Linked DNA regions of Mus musculus: regions 1, 2, 4 and 5 are each linked to region 3. A link is a contact called in public Hi-C and HiChIP or PLAC-seq data. All regions are on one chromosome and are shown on one strand. Each heading gives the region's core, a stretch centred on a gene start, on an enhancer-like site or on the middle of the called end of the contact. The rest is flanking DNA. Distances are from core to core; before and after follow the strand shown. Region 1 overlaps Fat3 (FAT atypical cadherin 3). Region 2 overlaps Fat3 (FAT atypical cadherin 3). Region 3 holds the start of Fat3 (FAT atypical cadherin 3). Region 4 overlaps Fat3 (FAT atypical cadherin 3). Region 5 overlaps Fat3 (FAT atypical cadherin 3).

Region 1 (3,616 bases), core at 52-2,551, 360 kb before region 3:
CTCACTGCTGTATCAGAGAACCTGAGTTCTGTTTGTAGTAACCACATCGACCAGCTAACAACACTCTGCAATTTCACTTCCAAAGAATTTAACACCCTTTTCTGGTTTCTGTGTTCACTTCTCTTATGGAGCTAATCCTTGCCACATTGTATAGTAATGCAGTCTTAATTCATTTGCAAAATCCACAAAGGGTCCAGTCACTCACAAGAGTGGATAGACTGTATTTCTGAACTTATATCCATTTAGATTTAATAAAATAGCTCACAATTCACAATTGTCACAATTGACAATTCCTTTACGTGCTCACAAAACTCAGACTCTAAAAGTTTAAATGTATGTATAAGTCATTTTACAAATTAAATGTATGTATAAATGTAGCATAAGTCAGTTCCTTTAGAAGTAACAGAAGAATCAGAAAAGTGCTTGCAGAACTGACAGCCATGATGACGCATAGATGAGATCATAGCTAAGGCAAGTTGACAGGAAAGCTAGAGTAAAGAATACCCAAAGGAAATCATGTAGAAAGGCCCTGACTGTGTCTCTGAATTAGGGAAAGGGCATGGCTAAGAGATCATGGAGAGACCCGAGAGCAGGGTCTTTCCTATGCTGGCTCACATGTCTACACAATCCATTATTATTCAATGTACCAATGTAAAAAGGAATCCTCTTTTCCAGGCCAAGGAGCACCCCTCAGTCTGCTCAATTGTCATATGACATGGGTCCCTTTGTTGCAAGATCAAGTTGATGAGGTTCATATGTAGAGATTCTTGTTTCCACCTGACTGTGACCCATGATGAAGTATGCACTAAATATCATGTGAGCTCCATGATCATTCCAGACCTCAATGGGCATCCGTCACCCAGACAAGAGAGAACAGAATAGGGCAAAAAGATGATGTTCAAACAACATGCAGCTTCCACTGAGTGTTCAGTTTCACATTTCTAGAAATTCTATATGCCCGACACGGTAGTTTATTTATTTTTGGAAACCAAAGCCACTGCGTGAAGAGGCTTGCTGCAACCAGTAAAATTGAAATTTGTGTTGCTGCTTGCCCAGCACTTGGCTCAGAAAATCATTTGTGGCTTCAGCAGTGTTAATGAAGAGATATGCCACGGCCACTGCTATTCTTTATAGCAACTCATTGCAAACACGGGGAATTTACTGAATCTTTTCAGCAAGAGATGAAGCATGTTAATAGCCTTTGTTTTGTCCTTAGTGAGATAAATCATATGAAAGTAGAGCCGGTGCTTCCTGGTCTCCTCAGTCAATCTCTCCTAAGCCGCATTCTTTCCCAGGCTGCAGCACAGTACATCTATCTACTTGTGCCTAAGTCAGATCTGGGGCTCTAAGGAAAAGGAGGAGGCACGCTGTCCAGGGCTTTCTCAAAAACCATTATTTGATGAAGCCTAAGTTTTCAATCATGTGCCCTCTAATACAGACAACTGCTTCTGGCAAGCCACGGGCTTCTTTTGTAAAAAAAAAAAGGGGGGGGCCTGAAATAGAATTATGTTCCTTTGTACTCTCTCTTTCCTCCCTCCATTCTTGTTAGCCCTTTCTCTTGGAATATATACATATATGTGTATATATACATACTCAGCAGTTATATTTGAAACTTGCTAAATATGTTTTTTGTTGCTGGTCTATATGTGTTTTCAGGGCTGACTACTCAGCACTGAACATGAAATAAGGGGTGTCCTTTCTTTTATGTGTTTGTATCCCCTTATTAGGTTTGATCTCTCACAAAAACAGTGTCTGCTAACTGATATATTTTCTCAGAAAGGGTTTTTTTTTTTTTTTGGACTGTGAGTGAGTTTTTGAATATTGTTTCTCACAAACAGGCCACTTGGAGGACAGAAGGAGACTTCTGAGAAGATACATGCTGTTTGCAGGGATCATTGACGATCAGTCAGAATAGGCGCAGAGTGGGTCCAGCACCCAAGTCATGAGTAATATTACAATTTCTAGAAACATCGCTTAATTTTACATGAGATTTGTCATTCAAAAATGGAAGGGATGGACACAGATGTTGTTGCATTTACAGCAGAGGACTTCATAGTCCTTATTCCATGCACATTGATCAATAGTGGGGCTCTGTATTAATCACCATTTACTGGCAAAAGAAACTTTTCCAATGAGGGTTGACATGTGGGTAGTATGGTGAGAAAACAGGGCACAGTTTAATACTATGTCCATTTAGCTAGAGGGAGAGTTTTCTCTAAGAATGGGGCACTTAAATGGCTACCTATATTCCAGTATATGGTCCTATACCTCTGCTATACAGGCAACACTAAATGAACTTGGTGGGAGGGGTGTTAGGAAGAAATAAAATGTGTTGCCAGTAAAGAATGGAAATGGAACTGCATAAAATGTAGTGTGTAAACTATGAAATTCTCAATGAAAATAAATAAAGTAGAAAGTCTGAGATCACCAATTAAAAGTCATAGTGTGGTTGTTGCCATGTTTTTTGTTTGTTTGTTTGTTTGTTTGTTTTTCTGACAAAGTTGGACTTTCTGAGCAATCCAGCTTGCATCCTTTATCTGAACACTGGAAGAACTGTGAAGCCTGAAGCCAGGACAATACAATCTCCAGTCAACCCCATGGAGTAGAGAAGCCTAGCAGCTCTTAGGAATCTTGCTGACATTGTTATTGCCTTTATAATCTTTATAACATGTTGATTTCTCTTTTATTGTGGATCTTTGTTTCTCAGAGGCTAGTCATGGTGATGATGAGCTAATCTGTGAACATTCTACCCAAGCCACTACACACACACACACACACACACACAGACACACACACACACACACACACACGTCCTTGAGGCTGTGAGTCCTGTGAGAAGATGAAGTGAGAGATGTAAATTGTAAATTCTGGAGAACTCTCTCTGAAACTTGGATTATGGATAAGGTCGTGACAAGTCTCTGATTTATGAAAGAAGAGTCTCAGGCATCTCTTGGTCTCAGCCTCATCTGTGTAGCTGTGGGTTGTAACTAGTGTCTAGGGAAGCCTTTCTAACATCTACAAATAGATAGTCCCATGAGAGCTGCTCATGCAGGGGATTCTAAGGCTTAGTTACTGAGTAACTAATGATCCAGTATGGATTTCCTGGAACAACTTTCGTCATGCCATGTAGAAGTACTCACTTTGAGTTATAAGATAGAACATTTTTTTCTCCTGCTTATCCTTAACACAAAAGACTGTATTTCAATCACTCCAGTTACACCCAGAGAATAACCAGTTTCTATTCTCTGTTAAGTGCTGGCTGAGCTAAACAACAACTCTGTTTCTAGGAAGATAACAATGTCAAAGATTAGGGAGAAACAGCAGGTATTTTGGGAAGTTTAACTCAAATGAATGGCTGAAAGGTGCTTCAGAGTTAATTTAAGTATTTTTTTTTTTTTTTTTTTTTTTTTTTAGAAATTATACCCTGAGATGTAGCCTAAGAGCTCTTTAACTCCACATATAATTAAAACATAATGCTGAAGGCCTCATAAGACAGTTATTCCTGGTATTTTAATAATAAAGTAGAATGCCCTCATCATATGGCTTATTATTATATCTGAATGTGCTGCCAATTAAATTAGTTTTAGCAGAAAACTTACAGCATGCAGCAAGAGCC
Region 2 (3,235 bases), core at 397-2,896, 410 kb before region 3:
CTTTCTTCTTTCTACCCTCAGCTTCATCAGGGCCATACCTATGTTAGAGGACACAGTGGACAAGGGACATGCTTGCTGTAAGAAGTTTATAAGCATGTGGTGGTTGGAGGGGGGAGTTCTGTTCCTTATTGCACATCTGTGGAGCTTCAAGGCAAAGAAGAGCAGGTACCGCTGACCTCCGGGCCCCTGAGTGCTCTCATGTTACCAGTATTCCTGTATCCTGGGCTCACTCAGCATCAACGCCCAGGGCAAGGGTCAGCTTTCCCTCCTGGTAATTCTTAGGTCTTCAGGAAACTTGCATATTTTTATAATGCTCACAAGGGTCTGGGAGAGCAACCCAGTGTCTCCCATCTCTGTCTTTACAGGTGTGTTTATCAGCTCACAGTGAAGGAGACAGGGATCCCTGGAAACTTGAGGCAGTTTGCTCAGCAGTGAACTGGAGCTGGGAAGCTGAGTAGTTACTGCTGCTAGAGGGAAGCCAGAAAGGAGTCCATGCACACCCTGGGATTCTGAGCTTCCAGCCCTGTGTGTTCACAGACATAAGTAAAACGTAGGCAGAAAGAGTTAAAAGTGGAAATCATTAGACAGGCAAGCGAGGTTGGGTGGAGATAGTGAGACACTACTGATAGGTCCGTGGTTTCCTTTGAGAGTAATGAAGAGTCCTTTGCACATTAGCAAGCTGATGCTCATAATGTGTGCATAGTTTGTCCTATACTCTGAAAACTGTCATATTGCTTCCTTCATATGGGCAGATGTTGTTTTCTATAAGTTATGTATATGTATATGTATATGTATATGTATATAGTACAAAGTGGTCAAAACTCTGTGGGAAATTGTAAACTGTCTTTCAGGATTAACAAATCTTTATATTTGTAAAGTGAGGATATTTGAATGAATGAATAAATGAATCAATGAGCTCAGCAATCAGTCATGAGCTGGGGTTTCAGAGAATGAACAGTTATCAAGATTTTATATGGGAATCTGGAAGGAAGAAGCAGTGAACTTGTGGGGCAGGTTGTGCTAGAATAAGAATTCATGATTATTTGCACTGAAAATCAAGTCTTGTTATCTGCTCAATTCCAAGAAAACCCAGAAAGGGTTATAGGTCACTTTATAAAGAGGTATATGCTTGCAATGGACAGCAAGACTTCAAAGGCTTGGCTCTTTTCTACAGCCAGGAAAAAGTTCAGGAACTCGAGACTCACAGTCCAGAGGGATTTCCTAGATAGATGCATTTCCATGGTTGTGTTGTACATAAACACACAAAGCCCTAACGTGGAGCAAAGGATAAACAGGAGCAAGACTTCCTTTTAGCCACACTCACTCAGCCATGTGGTAAGGAATCCCACTCTGAAACTTACAGAAGAGAGAAGTGTAGACACTACACATAGATACCCATGAGATATACACATGAGATACCCGTTCTTGGAGACTTAAATGATGAAATCCAGTTTCAAAATCAAACCAGAGGCCCACTTTGGAGTGTGGTTGGGAATATAAGAACAAACACATAATTTAATCTGATTTCTTATGCAGGCTGCTAATTAGAAGGGGGAAAAGACACTGGCCCTAGGGAAATGACACTCAGTAAGGTGGTGACCAGGAGGCAGGAGACTCTAACAAGCTTCCTCTTTGAAGCAAACCAAGAACTGTGACTGCCTGAGCCAAAGGCTCAAAGACACTCTAAGCAGCTGTGGTCAGAAGCATGCCACTTCTGAGCATGTCTTCTCTTCTCTGGGTCTCTCTCTCTCTCTCTCTCTCTCTCTCTCTCTCTCTCTCTCCCTCTCCCCCTCCCCCTCCCCCTCTCCCTCTCCCTCTCTCTCGGTGTCCTGGGTCACAGCTGCATAACTGCTAACAGGGCACTCACATTTACTTTATGTGCTACTTGAACAAGTGCAGGGCTTGGCTGGTTCAGCATAATTCTCCTGGAGGGCAGAATGTTGGCTTTGCTCTTAAAACATCTAACTAGAATTAGTGCTTCCCTAAGTACTCTCCATGTTTCCGACCTAGTCTCCTATGTCCATACGTAGCAGTCTGCTGAACTCCTCCTCACACTTGCAGATGACCAACGTATTAGTGTTCCCATGCAATCATCCTAGATCTTTCCTCCTACCCTCAGCTGTAGGGAGCTTATTTATTCAAAAAGCCAGAGACTTAAGGTAGTTCCCACTGTCCACAAGCCCAGGTTAGTGCTTCTTGGGTGCATAAATATGGCTTCGAGGGTATCCAGAGTTTTTCTCTGTTTGTTGGGGGGTTCTCTCTAATAGAGCACAAGCAAAGGGAAGATGACTGGCTCCCTGAGTGAACAGAAAGGGGACAAAGGAGAATATTCTGGACTGGACCCACAATATAGCCAGCTCACACTCCCTCTGACATGTCTTCACCACCACAGCACAGATGTGTCCCTTAAACTACGAGTGCTTCTCAACTTTCTTTCATTAAATTGCTTTTCTAAGACATTTTATCACAGCAATAAAGAAATAACTCACACTGAAAATTACTACCTTGAAGTGAGATTGTTGCTGTGATGATCTGACTGTAAGGTCCATAGGAATTTTAACTAGTCTGGCGGATAACTATGGAAGAGTGTGAACTTATGGGCTAAAGACCAAGCCTGGTGTTAAGTAGAGTTTAATGGACCCTCCTGGTGGGAGTATGACAAACCACAAAGTAGATAGGCAGGTAGTGAAGACTTCTTATATGACATTGGAAGGGACAGGAGAGTCAGGTTGCAGATCATTATCGTGTCATTCTGACAAAGAATTCAGAAACATGCTTCCTATGGTATACAAGGCTTGGCACTCACATTTTTGTAGAAGAAATTTTGAGACAATGTAACATCCTGGCTATGTCATGATTATTGACAACTGATCATAGTAAACTTTGAAGCAGGGAGAGGATGTAAGAAATATGCAACTTCATGAGGAAAAGGGAATGAATGAATTTAAGAAAGCAAGCAAGGTAGTTGTGGAGAAAGTTGCTGCTATTATTAAAGGGACTACTGTCATTAAAGAGAAAATATGTTCTCTTGCTTGGACAATAGAAAAGGTGCCCTGAGGACAAGACATCAGTCTTGCTACAACTTGTAACAATAGCAATTTTGTTAGAAAGGAGAGAGAATTAGAGTTGAGAATGCAGTTGGCAGGGTGTAGGGAAGGGTCCCTGATTCAAAACAATCACTTAGGGAAGTTGTTGTTACCTAGGCATGCAGAGGTTGGTGGAGCTGTGAGGAGAC
Region 3 (3,635 bases), core at 436-2,935:
AGAGCAAGCGGCGGCGAAGTGGGTCTCCTTCAGGGAGACTAGAGCCATTGGCTGCCCTCGGTTCCACATTCCATAGCTTCTTGCTTCTGGGAGACTCCCAGCCACCTCCGCATCTTCACTGCCTGTGTAGTCTACCTTCACGTTCATTTATGGGTACTCTCATTGCCGAGCTTGCTCGTTATTGTACCTCAAGGTGGGTGCTATCACCAGCATGCACATCTAGGAGCGCCCCCTTTCCTCTGGTAGCAAGAGCCAAGAGCTGTGCCTTTAGAGCGTCCGGCAACACCCGGCCCTCTGCATCTCACCCTCTCTCCGAGCGCACCACAGCTCCCAAGAGCCGGGCAGAGGACAGCAACAAAAGTTGCTTTCCGCAAAGTCTAATCTTGGACAATGTTTAAACACTTCCGAAAACACACGAGACAAGAGTCTGCTGGGGGAGAAACAGTGACCGCATTATACTGCCAAAAAGACCCGGGCTCGCCACCTTTCTCCAGCCCGGCCCGATGCATTTTAGCTCAGCGACCCCAGCTGGTCAAGTCCTCTCGCTCACCAAGCGCCACGCGAAATCTGTCCAGTCCACCTCTGTCACCCCCAGCCAGCTCCCTAAGATCCCCAACTGCACTCCGGTGAGCCAATGGTTTCTTTTCCACACCTTCCGGAAAGAACTCGGGGCGGCGAACAGTGCGCCCTCAACGTGCCCACGAGGAGCCGCAAGGGCTGTTCGGCATCCCTGGGATGATCAGACTACCGCTATTCTCTTTTCAAATAGCACGGTCAGTTCTGACGCCCGCCAAAAATCATGCGTTCTCCCAAAGCAGTCGGGTCCATCTCCCGTCAAAACAACAGAAATCCTTTCCTGGCTTCTCGGCTAAACTGTCGCACCAGTTCAAAGTCGGCTGTCATTTAGAACCTTTCACAACCCAAGACTCAGACATAGTATGCAGGGGCAGGCGAACATTCTAGGCTACCCTTCCTGCACCGTGGAAGTGGAGGCTGGGCTCTTTGCTCCGCTCATAGCCTCCTCTAGCATGCACCCAACTTGCGCCTCTGGGTCCTGCAAGTGCATCCATCGGCATCTGCCCCTCTTCCTACTGAGTGCTGCAAGCGCCAGCTACCCAGCGGAATCGCCGCCTGATATCATCCACCTGCAGCCAACGGCCAAAGCTCAGTGAGGACCCAGAGCTGCATGTACAGACCCGAAAGATCGCCCTCCTCTTATTGCTAGCCCTAAACTTAACCAACTCCGGTGCCATTTCCTGGCTCCTGCCGCAGGGCTGTCTCCCTGGGTTCCAGCTGGTAGCGGTAATGACCACAGCTCCAGGCAGCGCCCAGGCAGGAACTTTACAAGGTGAAAAGTTTCCCCCCACTCTCTCTGAGAGCTTTAGCTTTCCGGAGCACCCATCACAGCCTCTCTGTAACCAGGTTGCTGAGGCTGTTCTGAGAAAGGTGCACCCCAGCCAGTGCACCATGCACCCAAATAAGCATGCTAAAAATCCTCACGCACCCTTGCCTTGGTCAGCGATGCGCCCCTGCACCCGACGAGTCCTCCGTGGTCTTCCTTTCAAGTCTAGGGGCGAGCTGGCCACCCCGCCGCCTCCGCCGCAGTGCTCGCCGCGTGCTCCCGGCTGAGGCTAGGGCGGCGAGCGGAGGCGCTAGGCGCTCAGGACGCCGCCACTGCTGCGGGTTGGCGGCGGAGGAGGGGAGTCGGAGGAGGATGGCGGCGGGAGGGGTGGGGAACCCGGGAGCGAGGTCCCAACGCGCAGCCCAGATCACAGCGCAGCCTGCCGGGGGGAGCGGTTCTCGCGTCTGCTCTAGTCAGCTTGCACCGCTACTGCTGGCGGTGGAGAGGTACCGGGTTCTTCTTCGCGGCGGCCGCCGCCGCACTGCCAAACCCCTAGCTTCGCTGTATTCTCCTCCCTCCCGCAGAGCCGCGTCCTCCGGGGGATGGGGGTGGGGGATGACCAGAGATCTCCGAGCGCCACACGAAGAGAAGGGGAGGGAAAGGGGGGCAGGGAGACCCGGCGGTCAGCAGGAGGACGCTAAGGGCGCCTCGCCTGGAAGCTGGACTAATTTTAGAGCCTAGGCATCCTCCACTTCTAGCGTGGCTGGAAGAACGCACCAAAGTCAGACTGACGTTTTCAGAGAGCGCGCACACACCACACTCAATCGTCTCTGCTCTGCTCTGCTCTGCTCTGCTCTGCTCTGCTCTGCTCTGCTCTGCTCTGCTCTGCTCTGCTCTTCAGCCTGCTGCCTAGAATACACTAGACTTCTCTGGACCAGATGAGGAAACCGAGGCACAATGAGACCAACATGGTTTTACCCAAGCTCCTCAGGCTACTTTGAAGCACAGTGGGCACGGCTATCAAACGCTGTACCTCCTGCTGCCCACCCGGGACTCGCATTTCTTTCCCACGCATTTTCAGATCACTGGGATCACCTTTGTGTGGGAGAGAATCAGACTAAAAAGTAACATGACTCATCACCCCCACCCAGTCTGAAACACGGTGGGATGTGAAGACATTCAGAACAGGAATGAGTGAACAGTCTCAGGGGAGCCAGGTGATTAGCAATACCAACCGGTGTGCCCTCTAGGTCCTTTTACTTCTGGATCATCCTCACAAGTCTGAGGATTCATGGCACCCCACCCCACCCCACCCCACCCACACTGCTTCAGTAGAGCTACACTTCAGCCTATGTTCCTTGCCTGTGAGCTCTGAAACATTCCTAACTAACGGCCAGCCCCGGTAAACCTGGGCCAGCGCCAGCCTCCACCCAACCCCCACTGCTGCACAGCAAATCACGTCTGTCTAAAGCAGGCTTTCACCCCAGGGGGTTCCTAGGGTGCCCACTCCCAGGCAGCTTCTCTGGAACTCTGGGACCGAGCAGTAACTCCAAGAGAGATGCTTCCGCAGACATGCTGTAGAGATAAATTTGCTCCTTTTCTTGATTCCTGAATTTCCCTTCCAGGAGCAGAGTCTGTCTCTCCTTAAAGTCTCTGTGCTCAGTCACACCCTTTGAAGAGTTACTAGAATTTGCCTTTTTGGTCTTCCTCTCCCAAGCCTGGGGCCTTAAGGATCTGAAAAGCCCTCCACTTTCAGTAGGTGGGCGGTTCCCCCTTGAAAGCCTTCTGCAGCCTCTGCACTGCCTTGACTGCCCCATAAAGCACTCTGCATGCTCCGCTTGCTTGCCTTGAGCATTTAATGGAAATACTAAGGAATACTGACAGCTAGCCATACATCAACTAATTCCAGGACAGAAGCATGATGCTGTCCAGGGCTTCACAGTCAGAAAGGCCAGAAGAAAAGTTACCTGCTCTCCAATTATGTCCTTTGCATAATTCTATTCTGATTTTATTTTTATTCAAACACTTTCTTAGGGCATTAAAAATTTATTGCCATATAAATATGCTCCTGGTATGGTGTATTCCTTGTGACTGACCCAAGGTTGTTAGTATTGCATCAAAGATTTTAGTGATTCAAGCATTTTACATTCTAGTGCTTCTGTGGGAAGACTGGGAGAGTCAGCTGCTGGCTGGATGGCTCCTGGGATGCACAGGGAGTTGGTGTTGGCAGCAGGACAGGCCATCTTCCACCTCCTTCCTGGGAAGCTGGCCAGGTAACTGAAGATGCAAGGAT
Region 4 (3,356 bases), core at 767-3,266, 440 kb before region 3:
GAGATGACGATTGTTTTATTTGGTCTTAAGAACAGTATTTTATGGGATGTCCACTTTATTGAGGGATTCAGTCTTGGATTTCTGCTGATAGGTTTAACAGTGAGATGCATTCACTAGTGTCCTTCTCTCTCGAGGAAGACTTGCTGCTTTCCGACCACCATGGTATTCCCTTTGTAGGTGGAGTCTATATCACAGATCTACTCAGCTGCCACATCCTATTTGTTAGAGGTTGCACTTGCCAGGTCGGATCGCATTAGCTTATCATTTGTGATGAGATGATTTTGAACAGCTCTGCTTTCTTGATCTGTTTTGTATGATTTCATGATAATCACCTCAATTCTTTCAACCGGTTTGACTTTCAACCTAAATCTTGTGCTTCCAGCAAGCTCCTTGGTTACCTTTGTTATATCATATGTGGAGAGTTTGCTTCAGGCATGATAGCTGTCCATTCTACAAGTATCATTTGAAATACATAGAATTTAGGCATTTTTGCAATAATACATATAATGACATTTAATATGTGTACATGTAATAATTCACATGTTTAAGAGTCACATTTCAACAAGGATTCAATTAAAATTTTAGTATGATTATTGAGTTACATCTTTGTGAACCAATTGTCAGACTTATGAGGAATCTAGAGATCTGAAATTTTAGTTATTGACCATTACTTATATTTGACTGAATATTTCATATTGATAAAAGGACTAAATCACTTATGACTTTCATTTTGAGAACATGAATACCCTTAAATGCTACTACCAGCATAGTAAAGGAATGCCCTGGTACAAATGTCCCATAGATTGTCATAGCTGTTAGCAACTCCATCTGATGTGAGTTTCATTAAACACCATATTTGATACATTAGTAAATTTGTTAGAGTAATTTATAATTTTTAACTATAGAAATCAGGTATTTTTAGTAACTTACTGATTTAAAAATTAAAAATATTACAGTTTCAAAAATGAATTGTGAACCTGTGGCTTGGTGCCCAGAGAGGGTTTTTTTTTTTTTTTTTTTTTTTTTTTTTTTTTTTTTTTTTTTTTTTTGGCATGGTTTGTGCCCCTCTTGCTTTTGGCATAGTTTTCACTCCTCTAGGCTCCTTCATCCCTCCACCCTTCTCAGTTTTTTCCTCTCTTTTTCTATTTTTTTAAAATTCCATCAGATAGCCTGGAGTTGGACATTTAGTTTGCTACTATTGCCCTGGAGTCTGGGTTGACAGAAAGTGGATACTTGGGAGCAAACTGAATACTGCACTTTGATTATGTAGTTTGGGTGGACTTTTCTTCTATGAGAACAAAATTGAATCTAAAGAAGATTTTCAAGGTGCAGAGTACAACTTTCAGAAAAGTCCATAGGCAAGTGAGGTCTGTTCTTTAATGTAAATTGTTCTTTGTTTCAGTGGAGGATTTATGAGAGTCATGGCTCCATTCATTAATACATACAAATTAAGTCCCTATTTCTTCCAGCAAAATTCAGCCTTTCATTGAGATGTGACTTATAAGCTATGTAGTCTACCCTCTTAAAGTATGAAAATTAAATATGTAAAATGATGTCTTTGGTGCTGACACAGCATAGTGGGAGTATCTGTGGGGTTAGCATTGGGTACTCAGCTATCTAATTTAAGGAGAGGCCCTTTCTTAGGAACAGTTGCGCTCATGGTTATAATACGGTTATGAACTCATATCTGTTAATTCTGTGTTACCAGTTATTGGTTTATGAGAGTCATGGTGGTTTTCCTAATGGCATGTGTCTTAACCAAGGCTTCCAATTTAATGACTCCTGCTCTAACAGTGGTAAGTAGGGTTTAGGGGGTTTCTTCTCATTCTTGTCTTGATCTCACTGGAAGGCTCTGCCCATCCTCCATGCCTTTCCCACCAGTGAGAAAAGGTTTAGCCCCATATGTGCAGAAGCTGAACACTTGTTGTAGGTGGTGGAGCCTCAGCTGTCTAGAGTGGCCTGACTACATTGTGATGTAAGCTCTGGCTTTCACACCTCGGCACAGCTGTGGGTTTCTGTCGAACGGTGCAGTCTTCAGGAGTACAAAGCAATCTTTATTTTCAGTCTTTATACAAGGGGTTCGACTCAAATACAATGCTTGGCCTAAAGCACTGACATGTAACCTTATTTAGATCTCAGTTTGTGGTTTATAAGATTGCTTTCACCTGCATTGTTGTTGTTGTTTTATTTTGTTTTATCAAATGAAATTTAAACAATTTGGGCAGAACTGCCTGCCACTTTCAATGGGGTAATTAATTCAAAGATTGGTCAATATGCAACATTCTATGCTTAGTAAATAGCTCCACGGGCCAAAGCATCCTTTTCACAAGATAGGATAACCTCAGTAGATTTGGCTGCACTGTTGGGTTGCACTGGAGCATCTGCCCCCCATTCTCAAGCTTTGCCTGTCTAACACTGGGCTCTTGTTGTGCCCCATGAATTAGATATCAGATCTCTTTGTAAAACTGCTGCCACCTGTTGTGTTTTGTTTTTCTATCAAATGAAATTTAAACCATTTTGTCAGAAAGTTTTACCATTTTCTCTATGTAGCCTGTTCTCCAAGCAGTTTTGGAATTCTCCTGGAGACTTGCTTTTGTCAATGAGGTATATGCCAAAGGACAAAGCTATGTTGTAATCCTGAGTGGTAATGGGTTTTCTAGTTTCTTCTCTCTCTGTACATGTGAACCTGGACCATTACAGTGCCAAACTAAGCAGTGAGAGGCTGTTTAGAGGAGAAATGGGCCCTGACCGCTGCAGGATATACCAGACAGCTATCAGTTATCCTGGACCCCACGATCACAATCTCCATGAGCCCCACAGAACTCAAGTGAGCCTGTGAAGACACCAGCAACTTACCTACTAAGAGCCAAAGAAGATGAATGACTGGTAAGCTAAGTCATCAAGGGTTGTTACATGTTGATGAGTTCCTGATGTAACTGGGTCTTATACTTTACACATTTCAAGACTAGATCCACCTAAATGGAACCCAGCATCACCTGCTGAACAGCAAGGTCAGGTCAAGCTTCTGAGTCTAGAAAGATTCAGCAGAAGCCAATGACAAGACACAACTTTTAGGAGGTTCCTCAGTGGGGTGACATGTTCTGAGAGCCACAGTGGAGTACTGTTTCAAGTGAGGGATTTTTAGAATAATGCTGCCTCTGTATGTAAATCATACCATTATTTCTATCCCTTACGAGGACACAGCGTTTACAAATCAGCTTTATTGAGATGTAACATGCATACCTAAGGTATGTAGTTAAAATATTCCTTGTAAATTTACAGGCTGCGACAATCATTAGAGTAATTTAATTTTAGAACACTTCATAAACCTGAAAAGTATACAGCTGTTTATTTCT
Region 5 (3,691 bases), core at 333-2,832, 280 kb before region 3:
TGTTCGAAGTAAAATTTTTGCCTTTATCTTATTATCTTGTTTTATTGTCTTAACCTTAGTAATGAGCCTTATAACCCCGAGGAAAATGTGCTCTTTTTCTTTATATAGCCTTTTGTTAGAACCCTAGTTTCTGGCTTCAGTGCCTCCCAAACTCTGAGTTTTCATAGGCTCTTTCCCATCACTTTGTGGAATTATTCTCAATTAACTTTGCCTGCCATTTGACCTTAAACCCATAAATGACACTGAATTATCCAGGGTGTCTAGATAGTGCTGGATTCAAGAGTAAGGGTTATTTCCATCTCTGTGAAAACATATGTGGGTGGGTAGACTCAGGATTTAACTCTGCAGTGGTCTCAGTAGACTCCATGTGCCTTTCTCTCCTAATGTAACTACTACCTGTGATTATATTGTACTTAATACCATCTACACACATGCTTTAGTTTGTCTGACATGCATATAAAATTTATTTTTAAAATATTTTTAAATATGGCTAGTGAGGTGGCTGAGCTGGTAATGAGGTTGCTGTACAAGCAAGAGGTCCTGCGTTTGAATCTCCAACACTCAGTGCTTGTGCTAGGGAGACTACAGAGACTGAAGCATCCAAGAGACCGGCTGGTCATTCGAACTAGCTGGATTGGTGTGTTTAAGGTTCAGTGAGAAATCCTGTCTCAAAAAATAAAATGGATAGCAACTGAGCAAGAAATTGACCTCTGGTTTCCTCATGTATATCCACACACATGTAAACACATGTGTGCATGTGTGCACACATACACACAGATATACATACACACAGACACACAGACACAGAGAGAGACAGAGAGAGACAGAGAGAGAGAAGGAGAGAGAGAGAGAGAGAGAGAGAGAGAGAGAGAGAGAGAGAGAGAGAGAGAGAGAGAGAAAGAGTTAGCACTAGACCTTTGATGTCATCGCAAACTGAAGCATAGCTACTAAATCGAATCAGGCTAGGAACTTTATTCTGCCAATTAAACACTATGCATATTGATGGTTTGCCTTGCTGAAAAGTGCAGATCACTGAAGTTCTAAATCATTTTGATTTTGTGTGTCTATTGAAAGGAAAAATCAGATTGATATAATATTCAACACATGCAAACAATGTAGATAATATTCAACACATGCAAACATAATGTGCTTTTACACTTATAATACAAACTATCCTCCCACACATTTTAACTGTGACATCAATGTGTATCAAAAGGGATATCCTAGTCCTTCTCTGTCAGGGAAAGAATTGATTTTAACATGGAATAACACATATATTGCTTAGCATGTACAGAGATGCACATGCAATCGTGCCAGGAGACTTTAGCTTGAAAAATGTAGTGTGTGTGTGTGTGTGTGTGTGTAGCGTGGCTTCGTTTTTCTTTCTTTTGTTTTATTTTGTTCTCTTAAAGAGAAAAGCATGGCTACTAGGTGAAAGGAACAAGGTAACTCCAAGGCCCAGCTCTCTCTTGGCAGGGAACTTGGAAAACAGGCTGCCAATTGCTGCCAACTGCTGCCAAAGGCCAGAACTGCTGTGCTTCAATTGCTGGCAATAGCCACCTATTGTTTGTGAATTTCTGTCTCAGCGGGACTCTTTAGAGCGGGGACTGTGGGCAGCAGTGGAGAGGACACATCAGTATTTGCAGTGGTCATCCCAAGGGAGGACCAGGGAAAAGCTTAGGATTGAGACCACCTTGTACATTCTCTGGAAACGATGCTGACTCTTTAGCCCCAAATTATACTTAAATTGGCAGATAAATCTTTCTGTTGAAATATAAGTCATAAAATAAATCTAATAATTATCTCTGTTCATTACTGAATGTTTGAAGACCCAGCTTGCTGGCTCGTCTCTTGGCAGGGAGCCTCTTGTTTAAGTTGGGTGGCAAAACAGTTCATAGTAGACCACACAACCTGAAAAGTGACCCCTTTTGAAAATTTCTATTTTGAAAACATAAAATATAGACATCTCCATGTTGCTTTACTGCTTGAGTCAGTGTAATCTAAGTTCCTAAAGAAGAGATCTGAACAAAGAGGGGCTTTCCGTTTCTGAAGACATCTTCCTCTTCTCAGCAGGAGGTTGCAGTGCTCTGAGAACTGCAGGGCTGCAGAGCAATAATGCTCCAGTGTGTTTATAAGCCTTTTCCTGGGACTCATGTCCGAAACACCCTGAGCATCAGCATCCTTGTCTACAGTGAAGGTACACACTCTTCTTGTTGGATAAGTGTGCAGTGACAATGCCTATGTGAGCCAGACTTAATATTTAAAAAACTGTCCAGTGAATTGTAGGCAACTAATGACTGCCTGTAGAGTGACAGAGAATTAGCCTCACCCAGGGATGAACCCCCTACTAGGTTATCCAACTCAAAATGGTCAGCTCTGAAGCATATATACACAAATAACAAGAACAGACTCAGCAGGTTGTGTTTATTTGTTTGTACATCTATATCTGTGTATAACAATATATCTGTGTATGACAATAATAATCAAGGAAAATTAGACTATTGCTTTTCAGATGTGAGGCATGACATGGGAGGGACTGGGAGGAGGAAAGGAAAGGGTAGAAGTGATATAATTATTTTCTAATTAAAACAAAACAACTACCTATCATGTATAATTCTCCCCATGGCATGTGTCAGGCAAAACCACATGATCTGGGATCGATAGATTCAGTTTTGGATTCTAATAACGGCAACTTAGTGACGACTTCTAACTATTTAGATCCGTGACCCTCATTTCCTTCAGTCATTCTTTAGGAATGATGACACCATTGTTCACACTTAAGGTGGGATTTTGAAAATAAAAGGTGGATGCTGTGTGCTCTCAGAAAAGACACATATGTTCTCCTCATTATTTTGTACCTTCACCTAACACTTCTGCAGTCCTCCTCTGTTAAAATCTGAAGTCCAACATTAGTCTACAAAGCTCTATTATTGACCAAGACACTTTGAACCAGATCTTTGCCTTCAGATATTCTAAGCAGAGTAAGTTTTTTATGCGGGCAATGTTCTCTGTCTCTTTGTCTCTCCTCTTCCCCCTTTCTCTCCCTATCTTTCTCTCTGTGTGTATGTTGTGTGTACACGTGCATCTGTGTACACATTTGTGCCAGACAAAAGTTAGAGATGGCTGTCTTGCTTATGTTTTGATTTCTTACTAGGTCTTTCATTGAACAGTGTCAAATCACTGGCTAGCCTGACGGGCCAGGGATGCCCAGGGATCTGCTTCCTTGGCAGTTGTGTTACAGATGTGTGCAACCATCCTCAGATGTTAGACATCAATGCTGGAGTTTTGAACACAGACCCTCATGTTTCCATGGCAGGCGCTTTATCACTAAATGATATTCCTAGCCCCTGTTTGGAATTCTCCTAATACACAACTAAATCTCCTGCCTATCAACCCAAATATAGGGTCCTGATTGTCCTCAAAGAAATTTCCTCACAGTAGGAATAATGGTTCAGATAAGAACATGAGTCCTAGGAAGTGGGTTTTTGTTAACAGGTTTCTCCTTCCTCCAAAGGGACCTTGGTGGCATTTTTAGGCACTTAGAAGTACTCAGCTTATAGGTCCCCAGTCAGGTTCTGAGGCTGTCAGAGATTTAGAACCATGCATTTAGCACTATGATCTTGGTGTGCTCATTCTCTAGACTTCAATTTTAAACAAATAATTCAGTACATGAAAAAGGAGACTACGGGCT

Evidence for each region. Hi-C and Micro-C count contacts between places; a contact is called where the count stands out from the background. HiChIP or PLAC-seq counts read pairs in DNA pulled down with a chosen protein or histone mark.
Region 1: a contact with region 3 is called in a Hi-C map of nephron progenitors, with 2.5 times the contacts expected there. The contact joins the enhancer-like site here to the promoter of Fat3 in region 3. A contact is called at or near these places in 1 of 39 promoter capture datasets (neural stem cells), 6 of 484 Hi-C or Micro-C datasets (cortical neurons, nephron progenitors, stem cell-derived neural progenitor cells and 1 more), 17 of 115 datasets of contacts at active chromatin or transcription factors (SST interneurons, bone marrow-derived macrophages, differentiating embryonic stem cells and 12 more) and 1 of 9 other capture datasets (pancreatic islet).
Region 2: a contact with region 3 is called in an H3K27ac HiChIP or PLAC-seq map of microglia, with 10 times the contacts expected there. The contact joins the enhancer-like site here to the promoter of Fat3 in region 3. A contact is called at or near these places in 7 of 484 Hi-C or Micro-C datasets (bone marrow-derived macrophages, brain, nephron progenitors and 2 more), 15 of 115 datasets of contacts at active chromatin or transcription factors (craniofacial prominence, embryonic basal ganglia, embryonic brain and 9 more) and 3 of 9 other capture datasets (adipose tissue, embryonic stem cells and pancreatic islet).
Region 4: an H3K4me3 HiChIP or PLAC-seq map of neural progenitor cells shows a contact between it and region 3, with 14 read pairs. The contact joins the enhancer-like site here to the promoter of Fat3 in region 3. A contact is called at or near these places in 1 of 484 Hi-C or Micro-C datasets (bone marrow-derived macrophages), 9 of 115 datasets of contacts at active chromatin or transcription factors (differentiating embryonic stem cells, embryonic basal ganglia, embryonic forebrain and 6 more) and 2 of 9 other capture datasets (adipose tissue and embryonic stem cells).
Region 5: a contact with region 3 is called in an H3K4me3 HiChIP or PLAC-seq map of neural progenitor cells, with 8 times the contacts expected there. The contact joins the enhancer-like site here to the promoter of Fat3 in region 3. A contact is called at or near these places in 17 of 484 Hi-C or Micro-C datasets (the HL-1 cell line, bone marrow-derived macrophages, brain and 10 more), 16 of 115 datasets of contacts at active chromatin or transcription factors (astrocytes, bone marrow-derived macrophages, differentiating embryonic stem cells and 10 more) and 1 of 9 other capture datasets (embryonic stem cells).

Annotation. Positions count from the first base shown.
Region 1 is chr9:16,138,215-16,141,830 of GRCm38.p6, forward strand. The region is part of intron 3 of Fat3 (FAT atypical cadherin 3); the gene reads right to left. Among named protein-coding and RNA genes, the nearest start is that of Mtnr1b, 270 kb to the left of the region's middle. Within about 2 kb of position 1,302, at least 5 of the 459 cell types and tissues checked have an H3K27ac peak or open chromatin away from gene starts, as enhancers often do. A contact at or near this core is called in bone marrow-derived macrophages and nephron progenitors, where this site is marked.
Region 2 is chr9:16,087,360-16,090,594 of GRCm38.p6, forward strand. All of the region lies in intron 3 of Fat3 (FAT atypical cadherin 3), which reads right to left. Among named protein-coding and RNA genes, the nearest start is that of Mtnr1b, 210 kb to the left of the region's middle. Within about 2 kb of position 1,647, at least 3 of the 459 cell types and tissues checked have an H3K27ac peak or open chromatin away from gene starts, as enhancers often do. A contact at or near this core is called in microglia, where this site is marked.
Region 3 is chr9:16,500,369-16,504,003 of GRCm38.p6, forward strand. Fat3 (FAT atypical cadherin 3) reads right to left here and starts at 1,686. Exons shown (of 26, transcript NM_001080814.2): 1 at 1,505-1,686.
Region 4 is chr9:16,061,680-16,065,035 of GRCm38.p6, forward strand. All of the region lies in intron 4 of Fat3 (FAT atypical cadherin 3), which reads right to left. Among named protein-coding and RNA genes, the nearest start is that of Mtnr1b, 190 kb to the left of the region's middle. Within about 2 kb of position 2,017, at least 5 of the 459 cell types and tissues checked have an H3K27ac peak or open chromatin away from gene starts, as enhancers often do. A contact at or near this core is called in neural progenitor cells, where this site is marked.
Region 5 is chr9:16,220,524-16,224,214 of GRCm38.p6, forward strand. The region is part of intron 3 of Fat3 (FAT atypical cadherin 3); the gene reads right to left. Among named protein-coding and RNA genes, the nearest start is that of Fat3, 280 kb to the right of the region's middle. Within about 2 kb of position 1,583, at least 21 of the 459 cell types and tissues checked have an H3K27ac peak or open chromatin away from gene starts, as enhancers often do. A contact at or near this core is called in cerebellum, microglia, neural progenitor cells and 2 more, where this site is marked.